2 separate regions of the Sus scrofa genome follow, and region 1 is linked to region 2. A link is a contact called in public HiChIP or PLAC-seq data. All regions are on one chromosome and are shown on one strand. Each heading gives the region's core, a stretch centred on a gene start, on an enhancer-like site or on the middle of the called end of the contact. The rest is flanking DNA. Distances are from core to core; before and after follow the strand shown. Region 1 has its middle 120 kb from the start of SETD4. Region 2 overlaps CLIC6 (chloride intracellular channel protein 6).

Region 1 (7,017 bases), core at 2,141-4,640, 1.2 Mb before region 2:
GGAATCATTAAAAGAAATATGTTGAGATATCTGGATTACAGAAAATTTGGAAAATAGTACAGAGAATTCCTGTGTATTCTTCACCCAGCTTTCCTTCATGTCAGCGTCTTATCTAACATGGTATGTTATCAAAGTTAAAACTTTAACATTAGTACAATCCTATTACTTAGACTACAGACTCTATTCTGACTTCACTAGCTTTCCACTAATGTCCGTAGAGAATTTCATCAGGAATAGATATTCCTAGCCTTGGAAACTGGACGGGTGGCAACCTCATTACCTGAGATGTGGAAGAGTGTGGCAGAGAAGGGTGAGAGGAGAGAGGAGATAAATATGAAAGAGGAAAAAGGGTGAAGAAAGGAAGGTACTAGTGTCCAGTGCAGCAGGATGGGAGGTGAGCGGAGCCAGTCTGGCGGAGGCGTCGAGATCTGAGTGCACCCCACGTCTGCCACTGGCCCTGCCTTCCTAGGAAGTGGACTCCACCCTCCAAGTCCCCGTATCTTGATTAGATTAAATCAAATCTGAAAAAATAAAGTGAAATGACACGTGTTTACTCTTCTGTAACATGGAGCCTGTGGCTTAGTCTGACAAAATAGAAATATGTGTGCTCTGCCAGCTCACACTGATTATTTCCCAGCTAGGTTTTCTACCTATGGGTTTAAAAGTCTCACGATGCAAGAGTTGTTTCTAGTGAAGGAAGTTAAGAGTAGAGACGTTAGACTACAGAAGCCAAGCTCATCTCCTCTCTTACTCCACAACTCTCCTTTTTAGATGCTGTGTTTTCTGTGTATTTGTCTAAATTCAGAAATAGCTTTAGTCATCTTCTTCAAGTTGCACATTCCCAAGGCCTGCACACTTACAGTCTATTATTGGGGGGGGGGGCTTTATTGCAAGTCTGCTCTGGCTTCCTTACCTGAATGCCTACTCATGGCATTTAGGCTTTTGTCTTAGGGCCCTAAATCCAGAAGACTAGTCAACCCTCTTTTAGCAAGGTTGGACCTAAGTTATTCATCCCTTTTTTTTTCTTTTTAGCATTTTAAGTTTTTTTTATTACTAAATTCTATTATTCATTGAGGTATAGTTGACAGACAACTTTATATTAGTTTAGGTGTACAATGTGATGCTTCAATATTATATATATAAGAAATGAAAAGAATGTATACATGTATGTGTAACTGGGTCACCTTGCTGTACAGTAGAAATTGACAGAACACTATAAACCAGCTGCAATGGAAAAAATAAAAATCATTATAAAACAAGAAATGATCACCACAATAATTCTAGTTGATACCCAACCATATACACTTAACAGATTTTTTCCCCTGTGATGACAACTTTAAGCTCTACTCAGCAACCTTCAAATAGGCAATACAGTATCATGACCTGTAGTCACCATATTGTTCATTACAGCCGCATGAATAGTCATAACTTTTTTTTTTTTTTTTTTGTCTTTTTGCTATTTCTTGGGCCGCTCCCGCGGCATATGGAGGTTCCCAGGCTAGGGGTCTAATCGGAGCTGTAGCCACCGGCCTACGTCAGAGCCACAGCAATGCGGGATCCGAGCCGCGTCTGCAACCTACACCACAGCTCAGGGCAACGCCGGATCGTAACCACTGAGCAAGGGCAGGGACTGAACCTGCAACCTCATGGTCCAAGTCGGATTCCGTTAACCACTGCGCCACGACGGGAACTCCAGTTATAACATTGTAAGTTTGAGCAAACATCTATTCCAGTCCGGCAACACAAACCGGAAGTGTCTAAGAACCATCCCCCGACTCTCCCCATTTTTTTTCTCGATTTCTTTCTTTCTGAGCGATGTCTTCAGCTGCCTTGGTCCCAAAGGGGTTGGTGCAGCCCCTCTCTCTTTCGCACTCTCTGGCTGGTGCGCGTGTGCGTGTGCGCGCGCGCGTTTCCATGACTCTCTCTCCACAGGCCACTGGCTGGAGTGAGCTGGTCCAGCCCCGCGCCCCCACCCGGAGGAGGGTACCCTCCTCCCCTGCCAGGAGCAGAGCTCTCTCGCTGAGTTAGGTTAACTGCCTCGTCAGATGCTCGTGTTCTTCTGCTCTTCACCCCCTTCCTGTTTCAATGGAATGAGTCGCATTTGAAAATATATCCATCCTTTTAGTAATACATCGAGTGACACATTTTTCATTTGTATTTACCGTCTTCAACATTAACCTGGCTCTCTTTTCTTTTTCTTTTAAAATGAGCACGATTATGTTCTAGTATTGTCTAGTTTCTTTCAGGCTCCGGACTTAACTTCGTTAAAATGGATTCCTGCTCAGACAAATGGAGAAATAGTCTTTTTTTACTTTCTGGAGACTCAAAATTCATTAGTGGTCACAGAAAATAAACTTGTGGTTACCAAAGGGGAAAGAGGGAGGGGATAAATGAGTGTGGGATTAATAGACACACACTGCTATATATAAACTAGATAAACACAAGGACCTACTGTGTAGCACAGGGAACTGTATTCAGTGTCTTGTAGTAACCTATAATAGAAAAGAATCTGATAAATCATATGTGTAGACACATACTTATATACACATATATGTACATATATATCTGAATCACTTTGCTGTATGCCTGAAACTAACATAGTGTTGTCAATCAACTTAGTTCAACGAAAACAAACACCAGAATTTGGAAAAAAAAATCTCCCAGTCTGGAAGTTTTCCAGACTAAATGTAGAGAAGAAAAAGAACTCATTAGTGGAAAAATGAAATCTATGGTGGAAAAGTTACATATTTAGCCAATACATTGCTCCAAACCGTTTTCAGTTGACTTCCTCCTCAACCCTCTCCCCCCAAATCATGCTACTTACAAGAGGTTTCCAACACTGAGTTTTTAATTAGTACAAGCATTTTATAACATTTCTTTGAAATGGGAGAAATGACCCAGGCTCTTTGTGGACTTTTATAACTCCAAGAGACTATTACCGACTAAAACTCTACCCTCTCTGCCCTCACTCTCATACCCTTTAATGGTTGAATGGAGAATCATTACCAAACAGTGGAATTTCGAGACAACTCCTTCATGTTGTCTCGAAACTGGCTTTCTGAGTGGTTTGTGGCCACCTGCTGCTGAGAAACTGTTTAAAAGGGAACTGGACTAACTTCCTTTTTGAGCAAGAGCTGCAGCATGAAAGCAGCATCAATCACAGTTGCTAACACAGTCCCATCTTCTTTATGAGCACGCTTCCTCAAAGACCTCTGGGCATACGCTGAATGCATCAAGCACATTTCAATTTCCAGATGTGTTTTCCAAACAAATGCCAGATTGCCTGGACTACTGCTTCCAATCCCCTCGTCCCCATATATAGTGCATCTGAGATTGTCTGTCTGGATGATCTTCCCTTTTCAGTGTTTACTTAAAGTGAAGTGATGTTATCCAGACCGCAGGTACCAATGAGATCATGTCATGAGGTTTCGTTCTGAGGTTGTTTCCTCTCAGTCCTGCAGTGACATCAGGATCGGAGGGCAGATGGATGGCTTCGATGACATTGAAGGTCCCTGCCATTTCTAACCTTCTGTGATTATTGGGAAATCATTGTGGAGAGGACGCTGCCACGCAATCAGGTCAATCTGTCCAGTTCTTCACAGCCATGGGAAGGTACCACGGAACTATTATCAGTGTGCTCTGAAAAGACTTCTCTTCTGTTGCTTTTTGAAAAAATAGATTTTATGTTTTAGGGAAGTTGACTGCACAACAAAACTGAGCAGGATGTACAGGGACTTCCCATATACCAAGCCTCCATCCCCCTGCTACATGCATAGCCTCCTCCATTATCAACACTCCACACCTAAGGGCTACGCCTGTCACAATTAATGAACCTCCATCATAATCACCCAAAGTCCATAGTCTATCTTGCAGTTTACTCTTGGTGTTGTACATACAATGGGTTTGGACAAGTGTATAATGACATGTGTCCACCATTACAGTGTCATGCAGTAATTTCTCTATGTGTTGCTGCTCTAAAAATCTCTATATATTTTGTGTATGTGTAAACTGATTTCTTTAAGGTCTTACCTGAGAAGATGAATGGTTACATTCTATTTTTCTGCTAAGATTTTAGGCAGGAGATAATTTTCATGAATGTCTCATGACTTGTTAGTGGATATTCTCTAACAAAAGTGTTCCATGACCACATGCGTGTGGGAAATGCTGGGGAAAAATATGATGGAGTCATCAATGGGGTATTTACATTGCTATTCTGACTCTGACATACAAATGTACAATTTCTTTCTTTTTTTAAAAAAATTAAAGTATAGTTGATTTATAATGTTGTGCCAATTTCCACTGTACAGAAAAGTGACCCAGTCATATATATATATATATATATATATATATATATATATATATATTCCCTTTCTTACAGTATCTTCCATCATGGTCTATCCCAAGAGGCTGGCTATAGCTCCCCATGCTGTACAGTGGACCTCATTGCTTATCCAATCTAAACATAATAGTTTGCCTCTACTAACTCCAAACTCCCAGGCTATACCGTCCCTCCCCTCTCCCCCTTGGCAACCACAAGTCTGTTCTCTATGTCTGTGGGTCTGTTTCTGTTTTGTAGATAGGTTCATTTGTGCCATATTTTAGATTCCACAATATAAGTGATATCATATGGTATTTGTCTTTCCCTTTCTGACTTCACTTAGTCAAATATACAATTTCTACATCAACTTATTTATCTAGTTAAACTTAAATTTCACTTTTGAGAAATTGATAGGAAAAAATGAACCATAAACATTCTAGCAATCTGTCCATACACACACACACACACACACACACACACACACATATATACATACATACATATTTCTGCTTTTTAGGGCTACATTCAGCATATGGACATTACCAGGCTAGGAGTCAAATTGCAGCTACAGCTGCAAACCTATGCCACAGCCATAGCAACGCAGGATCTGAGCCGAGTCTGTGGCCTACCCCACAGCTCACGACAATGCCAGATCCCTGACCCACTGCATGAGGCCAGGGATCGAATTGGTATCCTCATGGATACTAGTCAGATTCATTTCCACTGTGCCACAACAGGAACTCCCCCATATCTGTTCCTAAATTAGCATTCTTTTAAGGATTTCATCCATTCATTTGTTTATTTGTTCGTTTAACAGTTAGGTATTTTGTTCCTTCTCTGTGCCAATACTTAAGGATGCACCGCACCGTCACAAAAGGGAGAGTGTGGTAGAGGTGGCCAGTCACTGCCCTCCTTTTCCAGGATTGTTGAATGCACAGCAGCCCAGGAGGAAGACTCTCCTGTATTCTCTTGTGCAGAAGAGTGCCATGTAACTAAGTTCTGGACCATGGAATCTGACCTTGAGTGCTGTGGCTTCTCTGCGCTGGCCTAGGTATACATGTATCAAGAGCTGGCAAAATGTACTAAACCCAAATGCAAACTATTACATTTAGAATGGATAAGCAGGAGTTCCCGTTGTGGCTCAGGGGAAACAAACATACTGGTATCCATGAGGACGCAGGTTTGATTCCTGGCTTTGCTCAGTGGGTTAAGGATCTGGAGTTTCTGTGAGCTGTGGTGTAGGATGAAGACTTGGCTTGAATCCTAAGTTGCTATGGCTGTGGTGTAGGCCAGTGGTTACAGCTCTGATTTGATCCCTGGCCTGGAAACCTTCATATGCAGTGGCTACGGCCCTAAAAAGACAAAAAAAAAAAAAAAAAAAAATAGAATGGATAAGCAATGAAGTCCTACTGTACAACACAGGAAACTATATTCAATCACTTGTGATAGAACATGATGGAGGATAAGATGAGAAAAAAATGTATATATATATATGTATGATTGGGTCACTTTGCTATACAGCAGAAACTGACAGAACATTGTAAATCAACTATAACTTTAATAAAAAATTTAAAAAAAGAAAGCAGATGCAACAACAACAACAACGCACACACAAAGAGCTGGCACAATTGAAGCCATGCATTTTGAATAGCAGAGCAGGAAGACAGAATTGGGACTTTGGTGTCATGGAGTGGTATAACAGCTTTTAAATACATATGATTAGACCCTTATTGGAAAGAAAGGAACTCCCATCAGATTCAGACACTCTTACTTTGGTCTTAGTTACAGCAGCCAACCCAGGAAGCTAACTTATCTGTCAAGGGCTTCCAGTGATCAGGCCTTGTCACTAGATTGGGTCGATGAGACAGTAGGAGGTAAGTCAAACAGCATCTCATGACCATCTCAGTTTATGTCAAAGGTGTGAGCATTGAAAGGGGACATTTAGAGACTTAAATTTGTGGAAGGAGGAATAAAACCAAGGAACTGAAGTTCCCTTGAGTGACAGTGTACAGATTCTTTTAACTATTTTAGACAAAATTCTCAGAGAAATAAGCCCAGTTTCCACATGGCAGCTGAATTTTCCCAGTCAGCCCAGGTGTGCAGTCACTTAATACAGAATAAAGGTTTTGAAGTAATCAACACTTACTTTCCTAACTCTCTCTGTACATCTTTATAAAACCAGTCTTGGTATTATAAGCTTCCTTTTACCAACACACTACTTCTATCCACATTGTGGGCATGAGTAAACATACAAATATATATTTAGATATGGGTTAGGCATAAAATAGCTTTTTGCCCTAAGTAGGGAAAAAAAAAACCCTCCTCAATTTACTACTATGTGTGATCTTTTAGATCTGAGTAGACAGAAAGGACCATGTGAAAACGTGCTAAGCTTCCACATAGTTAACAAGATGTCACTTTGAAAGAGAATTTTCATAATTAATGAACCAGTTCAATTTGCTCTGCCATTTGACTTTGATTAATATGTCGTGGAGTATTCCCCCCGGCCTCTTTCCAGTTGGTTTGGGAAGCTCTTACGTCTATATCCTGTGTGTATGCATGGATCAAACTGCTGGCATCCAATACCTGCCTTGTTAGGTCAGGGATAGCCATGCAAACTCAGTGACAATGCCTGAGATCCTACAGCAGGCCAGCACATGAGCCGAATGGACAAACCCAAACCCAGCAAGCATAAAACC
Region 2 (6,944 bases), core at 4,294-6,793:
GCCAGAGGGGCAAATGGTCACTGTCCTCCAAAGTTCCAGGAAACTCCTTATCACGGGGAGTTCTTTTAAAGACAGGGAACTACACCTCACCCTGAGGATGACATCAGCAAGCCCAGCTTTATCTGCCCCAGTCACCTGCCCAGCACCCCCTGTCCTGGGGCTCCTTTCCACATCCACCCAAAAGGATGATCACCAGCTTTGCTTGGGACTGAGCTAATTTTAAAATGAGAAATCCTTCATTCCCACCCCCACCCCCCCAACTAAGTCTCAGGCAAGCTGGGACAGCTGGTCACCCTACTGTCCATCCAGAGAAGCGCTTTATTTTTGAGATGGTCCAAGATACTATCAATGCCCTCATAGGTTGCCTGGAAGTGGGGCTTGGCTCCTCCCAACCGGAATATCGGCACAGGTTAATGTAACTGATTGATCTGATTAGGGAGCTGATCTTCTGAATGCTGAGGAGAAGGAACTATCAGCTCCGTGAGATGGAGAACAGAGGAAGAGAGGCTGAGGTCTATGGGGGTGGGGAAAGGAGGCAGGGATTTAAGACAAGACTGGCAAACTCCTCAAATTATGCAGAGCCAGCTGGCAGAGGAGCAGCCCTGGCCAACCACACCATCAGGCCACTTTCAAGATTGAGAAGCAGTTAAAAGCAGTGATGCAGTTCAGGTAAGCAAAAGTACCCCCTGCAACTGCCCACCTCTGGGTGTGCTGGACATAAAAACACAAACCCAAAAAGATACATGCACCCTCAGGTTTGTTGTAGCATTATTTATATAGTATTATCTATAATAGCCAAGATATGGAAACAACCAAATATCTATTGATGGATGAATGGATAAAGAAAGTGTGATATATACATGTGATGGAATATTATTCAGCTATAAAAAAAGATTGAAACCTTTTCATCAGTAACAGGATGGACAGACTTTGAGGGCATTTGAGGTCAAATGCCATACATCTCACTTGTACATGGAATCTAAAAATAACCCAAGCTCATAGACACAGAGAAGAGATTATTGGTGGTTCCCAGAGGTGGGGGTGGGTGAGGTGAAATGAGTGAAGGGGTCAAAAGTCACAAACTTCCAGTTATAACATAAGCCATGGCAGAGTTCCCTGGTGACTCAGTGGGTAAAGGATCCAGTGCTGTCACTGCTGTGGCTCAAGTTACTGTTGTGCATGGGTTTGATCCCTGGCCCTGCAAAGTTCCACATGCCATGGGCATCCAAAATAATAGATAAATAAATAAATAAACAAATAAACAAATAAACTGACAGACAAATAAATACAAAAATAAATAAAAACTAAAACTAATTAAATTAACAGATAAATTTAAAAACTGCCCTCAGTGGTGGATACGATGGATGTTGGGTACCAGCCCATGTTAAACCATAGCCACTGGGTGAGTCATTTAGCATTTTAGTGGAGATATCCCCTCTTAGCCTCTGAAGCTCCAGGTAAGAAAGAAAATAACCAAATTGACTTGGAATTGAACACATCCCATGAGGGAGAGGGAGGGATATAGTAAGAGTTTGCGATTAGCAGACACACTACTATATAAGAGAGATACACATCAAGGACTTACTGTATAGCACAGGGAACTATATTCAATACTTTGTAATAACCTATATGGGAAAAGAATCTGAAAAGGAATAGGTATATGTATATGTATAAAGAATCACTGATGCACACATGAAACCAACACAACATTGTAAACCAACTATACTTCAATTTAGGGAAAAAAAATCCACATGGAAATGCTGAGACTCACCTTTCCATGCTTAGACATTTTAATATGTGTCAGCTTCCTATTTCCCTCCAGTGGCAGTTGGCTCAGAAGACAGAAGGGGGCCTGAGAAACTGAACATCAGCAAAAGGCAAGGTAGGCTAAGTGCCTTCACCTTCCTCTTAAGTTAGAGGATGAAAACCTTGAAATTCTTTAATAATGAACGGAGATTTTAGAAAACTGTAATGCAGATATGCATATATTTTGCATAGGGATTTCTTAAGATCAATATGCATAACCATCAGGTGTACAGAGAGAGGAAAGAGGGCAGTATCACCGAGATCTAAAAAATAAAATAATGGGAAAACTTAAAAAATTGGTGATGTAGTTCAGGTGGGAACCCGCCCCCCCCAGAGAACAGCCCATTTCTGGGTTCGATGGACCCTCCGGAGCAAAAGGCACCAGAGAAATGGGCCGGAAACGACCACCTGCTCATCCCAAAATCGATCTCAGCAAAGACCGTGATTTCTCTTTGATCCTCCGTGTCATCCCGATCAAGAAGAAAAGCAGAAACTTCTGCCCCAGTCAAACAGGAAAAGCTTCCAGGTGTCCCTACGTCAGCCGCTGGGAGAAGCCCCGGCCAACCTGAGTGTCTGCCTCCTCTGGGGAGTTTAGGACTGGAAAGAGCAGTGTGATTGGTGTTGCCTTGGGATTCACCTCCCACCTCTCATTCTGAAAAGAAGACACATATGTAGATTCATCTTCTCAAAATGGTTCACCCAAGGCCTTAAGAAGTTCGCAGATTCCACTAAATGTCCATGAACAGATGAATGGATTATGAAGATGCAGTACGTTTACACAATGGAATACTACTCAGCCATAAAAAGAACAAAATAATGCCATTTGCAGCCACATGGATATAACTAGAGATTCTCATACTAGGTGAAGTAAATCAGAAAAAGAAAGACAAATACCATATGATATCACATATATGTGGAATGTAAAATATGGCACAGATGAATCTATCTATAGAAAAGAAACAGACTCACAGACACGGAGAGCAGACTTGTGGTTGCCAAGGGAGAGAGGGATGGGGTGGGACGGACGGGAAGTTTGGGGTTGACAGATACAAACTATTGTATTTAGAATGGGTGAGCAATGAGGTCCTGCTGAATAGCACAGGGAACTAAATACGATCTCTTGTGAAAGAACATAATGGACGATAACATGAGAAAAAGAATATATATATACACACGTCACTTTGCTGTACAGTAGAAGTTGACAGAACATTGTGGATCAACTATAATTAAACCAGGTTTAAAAGAAAAGTTGACAGATTCCAGATCTGTCTTTTACAGTCATTGTAAACAAAATGTCTATGCTGTGAAATGATGATGAAGATGGGAGCAGTACCAGCCAAGACTTACACAGCACTTCCTCTTTACCAGTTATAGGTCTCAACACCCTACTTACATCAACCCCACACATCCTGACAGCAACCCTATTAGACACCAATACTCTCTCCATCCACGGGCGAGAAAATGAAGACCCTATCCACAGCGGGATCTGAACCCGGGAGTCAGCCAGAGTCCATCCCCTTCCTCCCACTCTGGGCACTGGCCTGTGCCCACGTGGAGAGGTTCCAGCTCCAACAGGTCCCTTCCTCAGAAAAAAAGGGCACTGTCTGGGTTGTCTGTTTGTTTGTTTTGTCCCCCCTTCTTTCGGTAAGGATGGGAGGTGGCTGGCAAGAATCCATAATAAGAAAATACACTGCAGCAGCAAGTGAAAAGTGCAAAGGGCAGACAGTGAATGGGGCACTGACAGTCCTGGGGACAACTCTGATAGCCAAGTGGACAGGGGTGAGGGGGCCTTTGGCTGGGTGCTCTTCTGTTCCCTCTCTGGGAAACTTTTGCCAAAAGTCAAGGTGACAGTGAATTTGACATCGCCTTCCCTATGCCCACACCTGGAGTGCAAACAGGCCTTCTGCCCAATCAACAGCCGTGCCCCCTCCCCAGGACACACACAGCCATGCAGGGCTGGCCTCCCCTGTGAAAACAGGGGTCCTGCAATGCTGTGACAGCCCAGCTCTTCTTCCAACAAGACAGATGGAGCCAAATGCTCCTTGACAGATCCTGTCGAATCCACTTGAATCCAGTTCATCACAGCCCATGTGGCATGTTCCATGTCATGTGGCCCAAAGAGTTGGGGTCTGGGATTTTAAAGCGAATGCCTGATCTTGGCCATAGATAGCTTTCAGTAAAAGCACCAGAGGGTGCTGAGCACAAACCAAGACCATTGCCTTCGGTAGAAAAAAGATGTTTTTGGACTTGCCCTTCCCATTGCAGTCTGAGACGGGGTTAGTTAAGAACCAGTGGGGCCATCTCAGAGCAGCCAGCAAAATAACTAGTGGATCGATGCTCGACCACAACTCATTCTAGCTGTGGTCTGGGGTGAGAACGACAGAACGTGGAAGAACAAGCTCCAAGACCATTTGCTGGTACAGTAGGCAGAATAATGGTCCCCCAAGGACGTCCACATCCCAGCTCTCAGAACCTACGGATATGCTACCTATGGCAACAAAGAGCTCTGCACAGGTGGTCAAGGCCGTGGCTTTGAGATGGGGGTGGTTCAGTGGGCCCTGTCTGATCACATGCATCCTTTATAGCGAGACCCTTTTCCAGCTTGATCGGGGAAGACTGGACTAGAGAAAAATGGTCAGAGATGCATATTGCTGGTTTCGAAGGTGGGGGAAGATTCTGAACCAAGGAATGCAGGTGTCCTGTAGAAACTGGAAAAGCCAATGGCACGGATTCTCCCCTGGAGCCTCCAAAAAGAAATGGAGGCCCAACACGTGCCTCAGTTTTAGCCCAGAGAGGCCTGTGTCACACTTCTGACCAAGAGACCTGTAAAATAATACATTTGCGTTAAGCCACCAAGGTTGTGGTCATTTGTTACAGCAGCAACAGGAAACTAGTCCAGCTGCTGACTCCCATATGGAAATCCTAAACCTTGTCCTAAGATGGTTCAGTGAATCAAGCCCACATCGATCAGGTGAACCCTGAAGCAGGCAGCACTTAGCCTATTCCCAGAAACTTCCTGCAGGAGCCTCTCCTCGTTTGCCAAGGATTTGCAAGGTGGTCATCTGAAGAAGCTCTGTGTCGAGCCCCCCAAAAGCCAAGCTCCTCTTTGCGGACTTGTGAACTATACCCACACTTCTGACCTGAATTATAGGAGGGCCTGCTGGCTCTTCCACGTCAGCTATGAGGCCACAGAGTCTGGCAGACAAGCCCCAAACATAGCTTTCCTCTTGACTCAGGAGGCTGTATTTTTCACCCCATTTTTTTCAATTAGGTAAGATTGAGGATCCATCTGGTCAAAAATGTAACAAGGCACAGTCACAGATCACGCTCCCAAGAGGATGAGGGGTCTACCCATGACATTTTGCTCTTTTTGGGTGGGGGGGGCTTTTTAGGGCCACACCCGTGGCATGTGAAGGTTCCCAGGCTAGGGGTCTAATCGGAGCTACAGCTGCCAGCCTACACCACAGCCACAGCAACACCAGATCCGAAACACCTCTGCCACCTACACCACAGCTCACGGCAACGTTAGATCCTTAACCCACTGAGCGAGGCCAGGGATCAAACCTCTACCTCATGGTTCCTCGTCGGGTTCGTTTCCGCTGCACCACAACAGGAACTCCGACATTTTGTTCTTTTTAATCTTGGTGATCTTGGTTCCTCAAGGTAGTTTTTAGAACCTGCCTTCTCAGAAGGGCTTTAACAGCGTCAGACTGTACACCGTCTTCAAGAGGTTGTTGGCGCCCCCTCGTGGTCTTGCGATGCACTCTCCCGACGTAGCACCTTTCCTTCAAACACACCCATCCCTCTTTAGAGTTTGGTGGAAAATGTCACAGATTCGTTTTTAGGCCCTTTAGAGGCTAAACCTTCGCAATTTGCCGGAGACTCGGGTTTCCTACTACCCAGAATTATCCGTTTTAAAACTAGGAAAGTCCTGGAAAGACTAGAATGTCTTGGTCTCTCTCCATACCCTGGCCCCTTCAGACCCCACAGGAAAATTACCCCAAGAGGGCATCGTCTTCCTGTCCTGGGCACTGCAGTGGTCTGAACCAAACACAACTTTGGACCTGAACAGTAATGCCTTTACTAATGCATCTCGATTTGAGATCAGCAGCTGACTTGTGCATACTTTGCTTATGATAGGAAAATAACAGTTGGAGACGTATAAATTATCTCTGGAGTCTCATTTAAAAAACCATGAGGAGGTAGTTTCCATCCTGGCTCAGTGGAAACAAACCTGACTTGTATCCATGAGGTCACAGGTTTGACCCTTGGCCTCTCTAAGTGGGTTAAGGAGCCAGTGTTGCCATGAGCTGTGGTGTAGGTTGAAGACCTGGCTCGGATGCCACGTTGCTGTGGCTGTGGTACAACCCAGCAGCTATGGCTCAGATTTCGACCCCTAACCTGGGAACTTCCACATGCCGCAGGCGCAGCCCTGAAAACACCCCTCCCCCCAAAAAAAAACCTGAGGAAAGAAGGGAGGAGGAAGCGTGGTGGGTGGGAGAGTAGCCATGGAAATTCTGATTACCTCTAAAATGTTCAGATTCAGCTTTCTCAATTTGTTGAGAATTCTCTAGCTCATTTGCATAATTCTTTGGAAATTGTAGTTTGCTTAAAAAATAAAAAAGGCACCTGCTTTCTCTTTTTCTTTGTAATGTTTATGTTTAAGAAGACCAGGAGTTCCTGTCATGGCTCAGTGGTTAATGAACTCAACTAGTATGCATGAGGACGCAGGTTTGATCCCTGGCCTTGCTCAGTGGGTTAAGGATCTGGTATTGCTATGAGCCGTGGCGTAGGGTGCAAATGAGGCTTGGATTCCGCGCTGCTGTGGCTCTGGTGTAGGCCAGCAGTTAGAGCTCTGATCTGACCCCTAGCCTGGGAACCTCCATATGCTGCTGGTGTGGCTAAAAAAAAAAAAAAAAAAGGAAGACCAAAGGTCTGGAACTGTCTTTTTACAAGGAAGAAAGTCTAGTGCTTTAAAGACACTCATGTCGGTTTCAGTGACCAACTGAAGAAAGTTCTATGTATTGAGGTGAGGAAGGGAGGGGACTGGGAATTTTACATTTTTTGTTCAAGTGGAAACTAGTCAGTTAATCAGAAATATCTTAAAGCTTATTGAGGGAATTCTTATGACCAGTGTG

The links. HiChIP or PLAC-seq counts read pairs in DNA pulled down with a chosen protein or histone mark.
Region 1: a contact with region 2 is called in an H3K27ac HiChIP or PLAC-seq map of alveolar macrophages. The contact joins two enhancer-like sites. A contact is called at or near these places in 9 of 47 Hi-C or Micro-C datasets (embryonic fibroblasts, fetal skeletal muscle, heart right ventricle and 6 more) and 2 of 2 datasets of contacts at active chromatin or transcription factors (alveolar macrophages and skeletal muscle).

The regions. Positions count from the first base shown.
Region 1 is chr13:199,461,569-199,468,585 of Sscrofa11.1, reverse strand. No RefSeq gene overlaps it. Among named protein-coding and RNA genes, the nearest start is that of SETD4, 120 kb to the left of the region's middle. Within about 2 kb of position 3,390, at least 12 of the 83 cell types and tissues checked have an H3K27ac peak or open chromatin away from gene starts, as enhancers often do. A contact at or near this core is called in alveolar macrophages, where this site is marked.
Region 2 is chr13:198,273,675-198,280,618 of Sscrofa11.1, reverse strand. The region is part of intron 1 of CLIC6 (chloride intracellular channel protein 6); the gene reads right to left. Among named protein-coding and RNA genes, the nearest start is that of CLIC6, 26 kb to the right of the region's middle. Within about 2 kb of position 5,543, at least 1 of the 83 cell types and tissues checked has an H3K27ac peak or open chromatin away from gene starts, as enhancers often do. A contact at or near this core is called in alveolar macrophages, where this site is marked.